Linked DNA regions of Pan troglodytes: all the other regions are linked to region 1. The links are chromatin contacts, called in public Hi-C maps. All regions are on one chromosome and are shown on one strand. The core of a region is the stretch at or near the end of the contact, and the rest is flanking DNA. Distances in the headings are between cores, read along the strand shown.

Region 1 (3,502 bases), core at 663-3,162:
CATTTTTCCTCTGCAAAGGAAATTAAAGAAAGGAAATGCTAAATACTATGCTTCTGAGTTTAGAACAGACTTGAATTTTTTTTAATAAATGATTTCTATCCATATTATTTCAAGATGAAACTTTTCAAATAAATGAAACTTATCAAATAAATGCCACATCAGTAAATACGTTAGATACCTTGTCTTATCAAGATTTAACCAAAAAGTTTCACAATCACTTCTAAAGACATAAAATGATTTCATTTTCATCCCCCAAAGAAAATGATGTACATTATTTAAATTATGATAATATCGGGGGGGTGCACAGACAATCCATGTCTCTCTACAGACAAATGAAGTTGAAGCTTGTTAGAGTTCATAGGAAGGGCGTTCTTATCAACTGAATAAAGAATTGAAATAGCAGTGAATTCCAAGAAGTAGCTTTCTTTAGCCTTTCTTAGCGTTTCAAAAAGATGTCAAAGTGACTATATAAAATGTTTGTTTGGTCTGGAAAAAATATCAGTGTTTGAGTATTCACAGACCACAGGGAGGTTTGCAGTTAGGATGAGGGAAGATATTTCTGGGGTGTGAGTGAGCTGAGTCTGCAAAGCTTCGTAACTAGACTTGCCTATAGATTTGAAAACACTCCTATGATATAAAAGGGTAATTCCTTTTTCAGAACTTTTTTTGGTAGTTCCTTTCTGTGAATATAAAGATGCACAGAGGCTCAAATTTCAATTAGAAATAGATTCTTTGACAGAATTTCTTTAGAGACGAAGTCTGGCAACAATACGCAGACTGGATTACACGGAAGAGAGGCTGCAGTCAGACAGGCAGGCCAAAAGGCCAGTGTGGTAATTTAGGTGGGAGGTAACAGGAGTCTGGACAAGGGAAGTGACAAGAGGGAACAGAGAGAAAGGGACAATTAACATAGTGGCTCAAGGGAAATTCCACAAGTGTTGATGAATAGACTGGATATAGGGAATAAAGATTGCCAAACCTATGTGACTTGAAGAAACTGACGCGACTTCAGGAAAAGGAAATTTTTTCATTACCTTTCAATTTTCAACACAGCACTTAATAACAACCCCAGAGTTAAACTGGTCCTTCAAGAGATCATGATTATGTAGGAATATCTGTAGCCATATTTACTAAACTGTTAACATCTTTCAGTCCAATACTCTGTCCTACTCTTTTCTGTATCCCATCCACCCTTCCATCCATCCATCCATCTGACAAACACTGAATATCTTCTATGTATCAGGCACTAATCTAGTGACTTGTAAGTGAACAAGAGAGACATAAATACCTGACCTCATGGAGCTAATACTCAAGGGACAATAAATGCCTAACATTGTGCCGACTGCAAAGTTGATACTCAAAATATTTTTTGTTCAAATTGAATAATCTCCATTGAGTATTAGTCCAGAACAAATAAGAATCAGAACAAGGAAAATATCTTCCTTACATAATATCCAAGGAAATTTCACTATAGCACCTTTAAAATCTATTACAATCAAATATTGTTCTAATTTAAAAGCAATCCTATTTTTTCCTATTCATTGCTTACCAAATTTACCAATAAAAAGTTTTAACACTAAATGAAAACCTTGATGAAACAGTTCACAGAAGAATAGAAATACAGGGTGGAAAAGGCCATCATTTTTTTGGGTCTCCAACTCAAATTTCAGAAACCCTAGGGCACTGCTCCTGAGAGTCACACAGGCCATCTTAAGCAAAAAACAAAACCAAAAGGAACACTTCTGTACCTTAAATGTTTGCAGATCATGGTACCTTAAAAGCAGAAGAGGGGCAAAAAGGGGTGATACACAAAAAACAAGAATTCCAAGTAAAAGATGAATGAGCTGCTCTACCATATTTATGGTGACTGAGAGCCATCTGCTGGTTACAGTTTAGTTACAACAGTCCAGGAGGGCCAACTATTGCAGGCAGCTTCTCTATTACATGATGCATGCAACATGCTTAGAAACACAATGCACTGGTTCTCACTCCTGTGAGGAAGCTTTAAAAAGTTTCCTATCGGCCGGGCACGGTGGCTCACGCCTATAATCCCAGCACTTTGGGAGGCTGAGGCAGGTGGATCACGAGGTCAGGAGATAGAGACCATCCTGGCTAACATGGTGAAACTCCGTCTCTATTAAAAATACAAAAAAAAAAAAAAATTATCTGGGCATGTGGCGGGTGCCTGTAGTCCCAGCTACTCAGGAGGCTGAGGCAGGAGAATGGCGTGAACCCAGGAGGCGGAGCTTGCAGTGAGCCGAGATCGCGCCACTGCACTCCAGCCTGGGTGAAAGAGTGAGACTCCATCTCAAAAAAAAAAGTTGATATCATACAAGCAGTGAGTAGGATAGTGGTTACCAGAGGCTGGGAAGGGCAAGAGGTTGGGGGAAGGAAAGGTTGGTTAAGGGAGACAGGGAACAGCTGGATGGCAGAAGTGAGTTCTGGTGTTCTGTGGCATACTAAGGTGAATACAGCAAATGATAATTTACAGTTTTTTGAATAGCTAGAAGAGAGGATTATGAATGTTATCAACACAAAGAAATGATACAGGTTTGAGGTTATGGGTATGCTAATTACCCTGATTTGATCATTACACATTATATACATGTATCAAAATATCACACTGTAAGCCAGGCTCGGTGGCTCTCGCCTGTAATCCCAGCACTTTGGGAGGCCGAGGCAGGTGGATCACAAGGTCAAGAGATCGAGACCATCCTGGCTAACACAGTGAAACCCCATCTCTACTAAAAATACAAAAAAATTAGCCAGGCATGGTGGTGTGTGCCTGTAGTCCCAGCTACTTGAGAGGCTGAGGCAGGAGAATCACTCGAACCCAGGAGGCAGAGGTTGCAGTGAGCCGAGATTGCACCACTGCACTCCAGCCTGGGCAACAGAGCGAGACTCCATCTCAAAAAAAAAAAAAAAATCACACTGTACCCCATAAATATGTACACTTATATGTCAATTAAATATATATGTACATATATATACACACACATATATATATTTAAAGAGAAACAAATGCGCAAAAGTCAACAGAACTTATACAATATGAGGGAGTTGGTGTTCCTAGAGCCATGCCTTTTTGACACCATCTGCAATAACAACTCTCCATCTTCTTCCAGTTGGTTCTTCACAACCAAACACAGTTATGATCAATCCGTTGAGTGTCCAGTCAAGATGAGCAATCTACATTTGCTTTAGGCATTTGGCATGCCTAATGATTTCCATCTTTGTCTCAACATTACTGTTTTCACTTTACTGTACTTGTTTCCATTCTCACTCATTTTATAAAGTAAAGGTAAAATGCAATAAAATATCCAACCAATTGTGCAAATCAATACTGTTCTATGAACAAAGATGTGAGTTCAGTGAAACAAAATTATCAGCTGGCAGGCAGTGCCACCATCAATAATATTAATAGAAATGTGTGTTTGGCAGCTGATATACAAAAATCCAAATTAGGCATTAAAAGGCCATTTAAGAGTGTCAATGAATAATG
Region 2 (3,502 bases), core at 410-2,909, 780 kb before region 1:
GAGGGACTCAAACTGTCTCATTCATCACTGTATTTCCCAAGTGTTTAGTCCTAACTGTAGCACCCTCATTCATTCATCCATGCATTCATTTACTGGATAAACTGTATGTCCTAGGTACTGGAAAAGAAATAGGAAACAGCCATCTAGAGGGAGCAGAGACTGATAGGTAAATGGAAAATTACAGAGACAGGTGGGGGACATAAAGGACGCCTAGAGACATGCCAGGCAACGTTGGAGCACTAAGGATGCTTTTAACTCAGGGCGAGGAGTCAGCAGAAGCAAGGAGGAGGAGTGCAGTTTGCCCACCTGCGGACTATGGATCCCCTGGCCACTGCGGCCGCCCACACCCCTTCAAACCTGGATGAACTGCTCAGACTTCTGGATGTGAGCCTTCAGTTGGGCTTCCTTAACGCCCAGTTCCTCCCAGCGCAGGTTCAGGGTTTCCATTCTGCGCTGAAACATCTTTGGGGTGGGGGTGGGAGAGCAGAGAGGTCAGGAGGGCTCCTGACATGAGTACCAAGGAAGACCCCAGCATCCCTGCCCCAGAGGCTCCATCCCCAGGCCCAAGAGGGTCCATAGGAGCCTCCCACTTTCCACCCCATGCCTGGCCCAGAGCAGAGCATCCCTGGACAGTGGTACCCCCAAGACCCAGATCCTTTCTGTTCTCCCCAAAGAGACCAGATCACCATAGAGGACTCCTGGCTCTAGCCACCCCACTCAGACAATGGAGGGCTGTCCACAGGCTCTCCCGGAGCCCCAGCCCACCCCCTTCCTTTCCTGCCCCTCTGCACTCCATCCCTGAGTCCCCACCTTCTTCTTCTGCACCATAGTTTGATGCATGATTTCTGTCTCCTTTTTCTTCTCCAGTAGCCAGATGGATGGGGACTCCGACGCCCCCTCAACATTGGGGAGTTTCCTGTCCAAGATGTGAACGCGAGAGGGCTGTGTGTTCTGACATGGGGTAGGCTGGGGCTGGGAGTAACCCGTGGAGACAGATACCCATGGGGAAGCAGAGGGGCCTCTCTCCCTTTCCGAGGGAAAGGACTGCTGTGTTGAGAAGCATAGAGGGCCATGCAGGAGTGAGCAGGGGGAGGGTGACGGGGTGGAGACCAGCGTGATGGGGTGGACTGGTGCCAAGGTTATTTGGGGCACTGGGTTACAGGAGAGGAGGGGACAGACGGTTGGAAGATGAGGTATGGGGTGGGTGTGAGTGGTCCCAGGCACAGAGGGGTGGGCAAGCCAGGCCTCAGACACTCACTGGAGCATCTGCAGCAGCCGCTCCCCATACTGCAGCCGGAAGTACTCGGCCAGGTCTTCCTCTTCCATGATGCCCAGACTCATGGTGGCAGTGACCTCACGGCCCAGGCAGCTGACTCTTCACAGTGAAATTGTGGGTAGCAGAGCCACAGGTGGCTCAGGGGTGGTGGCTGTGCTCTTGTTTCTCCCTTCGGCCTTCAGGGTCCCACAGATGATGGAGTTTGAGACTCCACAGAAGGTGGCTGGAGACAGGTTGGGCGGCTCAGGACGATGTGCTGGGGCAGTTATGGGAAATGTGGTTACCTAGCAACAGGCTGCCTGGTTCTGTGGCCGGCACGTGGAGTCCAGGCACTGCCCTCTGCCCCCTGCCCCCTGCCCCCATTGGTCCTCCCCTTGCTGGGGTCCTGCTCTCTGCTCCTGCCCTTTGCCCTCAGGAACTTCTGGGAAGGCATTAGGCCTGGTTAGATGCTGGTTGCCATGGAGCCCAGGGCCAGAGGCAGTTTCTGGTGAGTGTGGCTGAGAAGGGGCATCGGGTGGAGGAGCGGCCTTGTGCGGGCGCCCTGCTCTTAGGGCCTCCCTGGGGTTCAGGTGTGGGTGAGGGTGAGGGAGGGGCCGGGCCTTGGTCAGAAGGCCGTGAAGAAGAGCAGAGAAAGAAAGGAGGTGCTTAGCGGCGGCAGGGGTGGAGTCGCGAGGAGGCGGGAGGTTAGAAACCAGGCGGCGGGCCCAGCACGCGGTGGGGCCCGGTGGGGCCCGGTGGGGAAGGAGGGACGGGCGGGGGGTGCGCGGGGACAGGCACAGGAGGAGGGCCCAGGCCAGGCCCCTCAGAAGAAGAGACTCGGGGCCTGCGCCAGTTTTTTGTTTTGGTTTGGTTTTGGTTTTGTTTGTTTGTTTTTTTTTTGAGACGGAGTCTCGCTCTGTCGCCCAGGCTGGAGTGCAATGGCGGGATCTCAGCTCACTGCAAGCTCTGCCTCCCGGGTTCAAGCGATTCTCTTGCCTCAGCCTCTCGAGTAGCTGGGACGACAAGCGCCTGCCACAACGCCCGGCTAATTTTTGTACTTTTGGTAGAGATGGGGTTTCTCCATGTTGGCTAGGCTGGTCTCGAACTCCTGACCTCAGGTGATCCACCCGCCTCCGCCTCCCAAAGTGCCGGGATTACAGGCATGAGCCACCGCGCCCGGCCCTGCGCGTTTTTGTTTGCATAAACTTAAAACGGGAAGAAATGCCAAAACACGGTAACGGAAATGACCCTATTTAAAATGTTGACTCCGTGGTGGCCGCCTTCCTTGATCCCGTCAGGCTGCGTGCATTAACTCATCTGGCTGGAGGTCGGACGTCTTCGCGTGGGACGGCGGGTGTGCGGCGGGCGCCCTGGGGTCTCTGGCTGGACTCTGGCCGGGACCTTGAGCTCGCTCCCGCCAGGCGCAGGCTCCCTCTGCTCTCTGCCTCCCTCCCTCCCACGCCCGCTACTGCCGCCACGCCCGCTACTGCCGCCACGCCCGCCACACACCCCGTTCCGCTTCTCTCTGTCTGGGAGGGGGAGCGGGGTGGGGTGCGTGGGTTGTGGTGGGCTAGGGGTCTTGGGCGGGGGCGTGTCCCGAGCGCGGCCAGTCCGCCCCGCCGCATTGCCGGTCGTCTGGCGCCCCCTGCTGGCCGTCTGCCGCGCCCTCCATCCCGGCCCACCCCAGCCCTGCTCCCCTCCCACGCTCCGCCGGAGCCTCCCCTCCAGAGCGGACCATCACACACACCTGTCGCTTCCACCTAGTCCAGTGGGCTCAGCAGAGAAAGCAAGACAGTCCCTACCCCACGCAGAACACACCCACACAATGTCCACCCCACCCCTAAACAAGAGGTGGTTCTCCACCGGAGCCCCGGAGGAACACGCCCAGCAGGGCGACAATAAGACCGCCAAGAACGATTCAAGCTCCTCGGAGGGGCATGTTTCCTTGTTTATCCACAGAGGCTGGCACAGTCAATCTGGGGTTCCCCTCCCTTTCTTTAAGGTCGTGCCTAGGAGCTGTGCAACGCCAGCCCTTGAGGAGGAAGCCATCTGTTTCTGGAATCACCCTCCCCGCCACGTATATGAGACATATCCTTGATTGTCCGTGAAATCAGGTGGTCCAGGGCCAGGTTGGTCCATAGAGGTAGGTGTAAGACATCCTCTGCTCCTGCCCAAGGGTCTCCTCGTCTCTGGAAGCTCTTTCTGCTGCTTGGTTTGGTGCCTATCATGGGAGTTTTCGTGATCCTT
Region 3 (3,502 bases), core at 475-2,974, 520 kb before region 1:
GGCTTCAGTGAACTGCGATCGCACCACTGAGCTCCAGCCTGGGGACAGAGCAAGGCCCTGTCAAAAAAAAAAAAAAAAAAAAAAAAGCACAAGACAGACAATGAATCAATAACTAATAAAGGATAGTCATAAATAGTTAGTCATGGATCCTCTACTACGTCTTAGGTGCAGGACACGGTAAGTGCTTTACATTTGCTTCCCTGTTTAACGCTAGCAACATGCTTATTTTAGAGAGTTGAAGTGTAAATAAAGGATTATGACCCTAGACTCTTATATCTAACTACTGTCTGTGTATAAAGTAACAGACAATCTGAGACATGCGAAGACTCAAAAAATCCACCGTCCATCCACCCTTCCCCCAAGGGTTACTCAAAGTAGCATTTCAGTGGTGTGAGAAATTAATCAAAATAAGGAACTCAGGAATGAGGAAGTCATTTACATAAATGAAATGACAATAAACAATGTAGGCAGAAAAACTGAGTTAGAAGGCTGGGTGCAGTGGCTTACACCTGTATTCCCAACACTTTGAGAGGCCAAGATGGAAGGATCACTTGAGGCCAGAAGTTCCAAACCAGCCTGGGCAACTCATTGAGACCTTGTCTCTACAAAATAAAAAGTGTTTTAAAAATTAGCCGGGCGTGGTGGCATGCACCTGTGGTTTCAGCTACTCGGGAGACTGAGATGGGAGGATCTCTTGAGCCTGGGAGGTCAAGGCTGCAGTGAGCCATGATCCCGCCACTGTACTGCACTCCAGCCAGGATGACTGAGCAGGACCCTGCGCCCCCACCGCCCCCCACCCCCACACACACCCACTACCAAAAAAAGAGAAAAACTGAGTTAATTATGAACGTAGTTTGAAATCACAATGCCAATGTCAAAAAATGATTCTTCAAAGAGCAAGCATATGATGTAAAATTTTAATAATGGCCTGAAGCTAGGGTCCTAGTTTATGCCGGCAAACCTGTGTCCTCCAGCAGCCTTAAGCTCGGCAGAGATTCCCAGGCGCCGGCCTCGCGGGTGAACTGTCACACGTACCCAGAGCTTGGAGGAGGCGCACCGGGGGAGTGTTGTGCTGGGGATTCCCAGGCCGGCTCCTGCTTCTCGCCTGATGAATGTGGAGTTCCTTCAGCCATCCCTCGGGTCCTCTTAAACTTTTCTAAGTTTCAGGAGTGTGAATGACGCATTCCCCTAGTGTTAAGTGGCGACAGTTCTCCCTCTATTTTATCTCTTCAGTCATTTTAATGGTAATTGGGGGAGGCGTGTCAGCGGACCATCTTGGATGAAGGGCAAAAAGACCAGTTAGCATGGAATTGAGGTTTGTCGCTGGTGATGGCAGTGGGGACATGATCGCACGTCCTTGGGTCAGATTTCTCAGCTCTCTCCTCCCCATTTTTACCCCTAGCACTCGGTCAAACAAACAGACAAACAAAAAGACCCCTGCAACCCCCAGACAAACCAAAGCTAGAGTGTGTAGGTTGGGTGGCTTTCTGTTGGATAGTTGTGTGTCCCAAGTTACACGCATTCTATCTTGGCCCAGCTCCACTGGAGCCCGAGCGGCGGGGCGCAGGGTGCGAGCGGGAGGCTGGTGTTCTGCCCGCGATGGGCAGGGGAGCCGGGTGGCCGCGGGGCGAGGAGCCGCGAGGGCCGGGCCGGCGTGACACCACCTGGCGGAGTCTCGGGGAAGAGTCTTAAAGGCGCGCGCTCCTCCGTGCCCCGCGCACTCGAGCGGGAGCCGCGGAGAGCTCGCCTCCCGCTGCCGCCGGCGCCTCGGGGAGGTAAGTGCCACCCGCGGATCCCGAGTCGCGGCCGGGTGGGGGCGGCCCGCGGCTGCCCCGCGCTCGGGAAGCTCTGGCTGGGGCTGCGGTCGGAGGGCGGCGCCCAAGTTTTCTTGAAGGCCTCGGAGGGCAGCTGGAGCGGCGTAGAGCCTGCGCGGGGATGGCGGGGGTGGCCGCGGGCCCGGGCCGTCTGGGGGCGGCCATCCCGGGCGGTGCGTGGAAAAGTAGGCACTGGTGCGCGGCGAGGGGCGCACGCCAGAGCCCCAGCCCCGCGTCCTGCGCACTTGGCGCGCTCTGGCCGCGGTCTCGGCGAGCCCCAGCCTGCTCCGGGCCGCGACCCCGGCTCCGCGCCTTCCTGCCCGCCCGGGTCCTTTGTAGCCCGCTCGCCCCGCGGTCGCGCACGGTCACGCCGGCAGGTCGCGCTCGGCGGCCGGCCAAGCCAGCCCCGGCCCCGCCGCGCCCGCGCCCCGGGCCACCCCGCCCGGCCCCCTCGGCGCTGCACCCCTCGCTTTCCCCATCTCCAGCCGCTCGCTATTTTCACACCTCCCGGTGCCCCGGCCCCGGCGCCTGATTCAGTGCTTAGTAATTAATTTGGCGTTTCAGAATGGTCAGCGGGCTGGATAATGGGTGCATTCATCCCCCGGGCTAATCTGAACAGAGGTGGGAAGAAAGGCTTTCACAGACAGAAAATGCCATTCGCCGAGCGCTCAAAGGGGCTGTCACTCCCAGAATAAATCGCCGCCGCGCCCGCCGGCTCCTCTGGCCATTTCCATACAGCTCCGGCCCGCGCCGCGGACCCGCCGGCCTCGGCCTCGGCTCCCGGGAATCACTCACTCGAGTGCCTTCGACGGGAAAGTCGGGCGAGAGCTGGACCCAGGCGGGGGCCGAGGGAAACGGGGAAACTGGAGACTCGGGTGAAGGCCGCAGGGGACAAAGAGATTGATTAGAAAATCAAACGCGCATCTAGAAGGAGGCGCAGGCGACTGCTCAAGGCGCGGACGGCGGAGCTGGGGCTCGGGAGCGTCCGTCCAAAACCCCCGAGGTTCGCCAAAGAGGAGGGCCCGCGGCCCAGACCCTCCGGAGCGTGCCCGAGGCGACACGGCAAGCTTCTGGGGCTCCCAAATTGTGAATGGAGTTCAATGCACAAGCATAGATAGTAGAAACAGGGTCGACCTGCACAGACTTTTTATTCCGAGTTCCTTGTGCTATCAGCCCCTTCGCCCTCGCGGCCTGGAAGGTGACACGGTGTCTTCCCCGGCCTCCTGCTCGCCACCCCTGTTGGGACCCTCGGGTCCGCCTGGGGACATCTGCTGAGGCTTTATCCTTTGATCCCTTCTGGATCCGGTGACGCGCTAAGTGTTGGGCACGTACGGCCTACGGAGTTTGAATGCTGGGGCCTTCCTGTTGCGGCACCCCCAGCCCACTGGTGCAGCGGGATCCTGCGCTCGCGGCGCGGTCCTCTGGATTAGCGCCTCCAGCCAGGCTGTGGCGCCTCCAGTGGGTAGGGCTGGCTCGGCTCTAGCCAGGTGAAGCTCCAGACTCTGGATTTTCCCGTCTTCGGGGTTCAGCGTGTATCCACCTCACCCGGCCGACTTGGCCCTGGGCCCTTTCACCCAGTGGAATCCTGCCACTGGGAGAAGAGAAAGAGCTGTGGCTCTATGGCGAAATCTTAGCTCGGTTGAGAGGCAGAACGGGCACCCGACACAGCTGGGACGAAGGGGAGTTTC

Evidence for each region. A called contact is a pair of places that touch in the nucleus more often than the background predicts.
Region 2: a contact with region 1 is called in a Hi-C map of stem cell-derived neural progenitor cells, with 6 times the contacts expected there. The contact joins the promoter of CCDC42 here to the enhancer-like site in region 1. A contact is called at or near these places in 1 of 7 Hi-C or Micro-C datasets (stem cell-derived neural progenitor cells) and 1 of 1 datasets of contacts at active chromatin or transcription factors (stem cell-derived excitatory neurons).
Region 3: a Hi-C map of stem cell-derived neural progenitor cells shows a contact between it and region 1, with 8 times the contacts expected there. The contact joins the promoter of NTN1 here to the enhancer-like site in region 1. A contact is called at or near these places in 4 of 7 Hi-C or Micro-C datasets (blood, induced pluripotent stem cells and stem cell-derived neural progenitor cells) and 1 of 1 datasets of contacts at active chromatin or transcription factors (stem cell-derived excitatory neurons).

The regions. Positions count from the first base shown.
Region 1 is chr19:61,178,876-61,182,377 of NHGRI_mPanTro3-v2.0_pri, reverse strand. All of the region lies in intron 4 of STX8 (syntaxin 8), which reads right to left. Among named protein-coding and RNA genes, the nearest start is that of STX8, 54 kb to the right of the region's middle. Within about 2 kb of position 1,912, at least 3 of the 24 cell types and tissues checked have an H3K27ac peak or open chromatin away from gene starts, as enhancers often do. A contact at or near this core is called in stem cell-derived neural progenitor cells, where this site is marked.
Region 2 is chr19:61,958,350-61,961,851 of NHGRI_mPanTro3-v2.0_pri, reverse strand. It overlaps CCDC42 (coiled-coil domain containing 42), which reads right to left and starts at 1,659. Exons shown (of 6, transcript XM_511851.5): 1 at 1,259-1,659; 2 at 811-916; 3 at 358-462. The coding sequence starts at 1,341. LOC107969257 (a long non-coding RNA gene) reads left to right here and starts at 1,677. Exons shown (of 4, transcript XR_010153281.1): 1 at 1,677-1,763; 2 at 3,258-3,398.
Region 3 is chr19:61,698,804-61,702,305 of NHGRI_mPanTro3-v2.0_pri, reverse strand. NTN1 (netrin 1) reads left to right here and starts at 1,724. Exons shown (of 7, transcript XM_024350490.3): 1 at 1,724-1,775.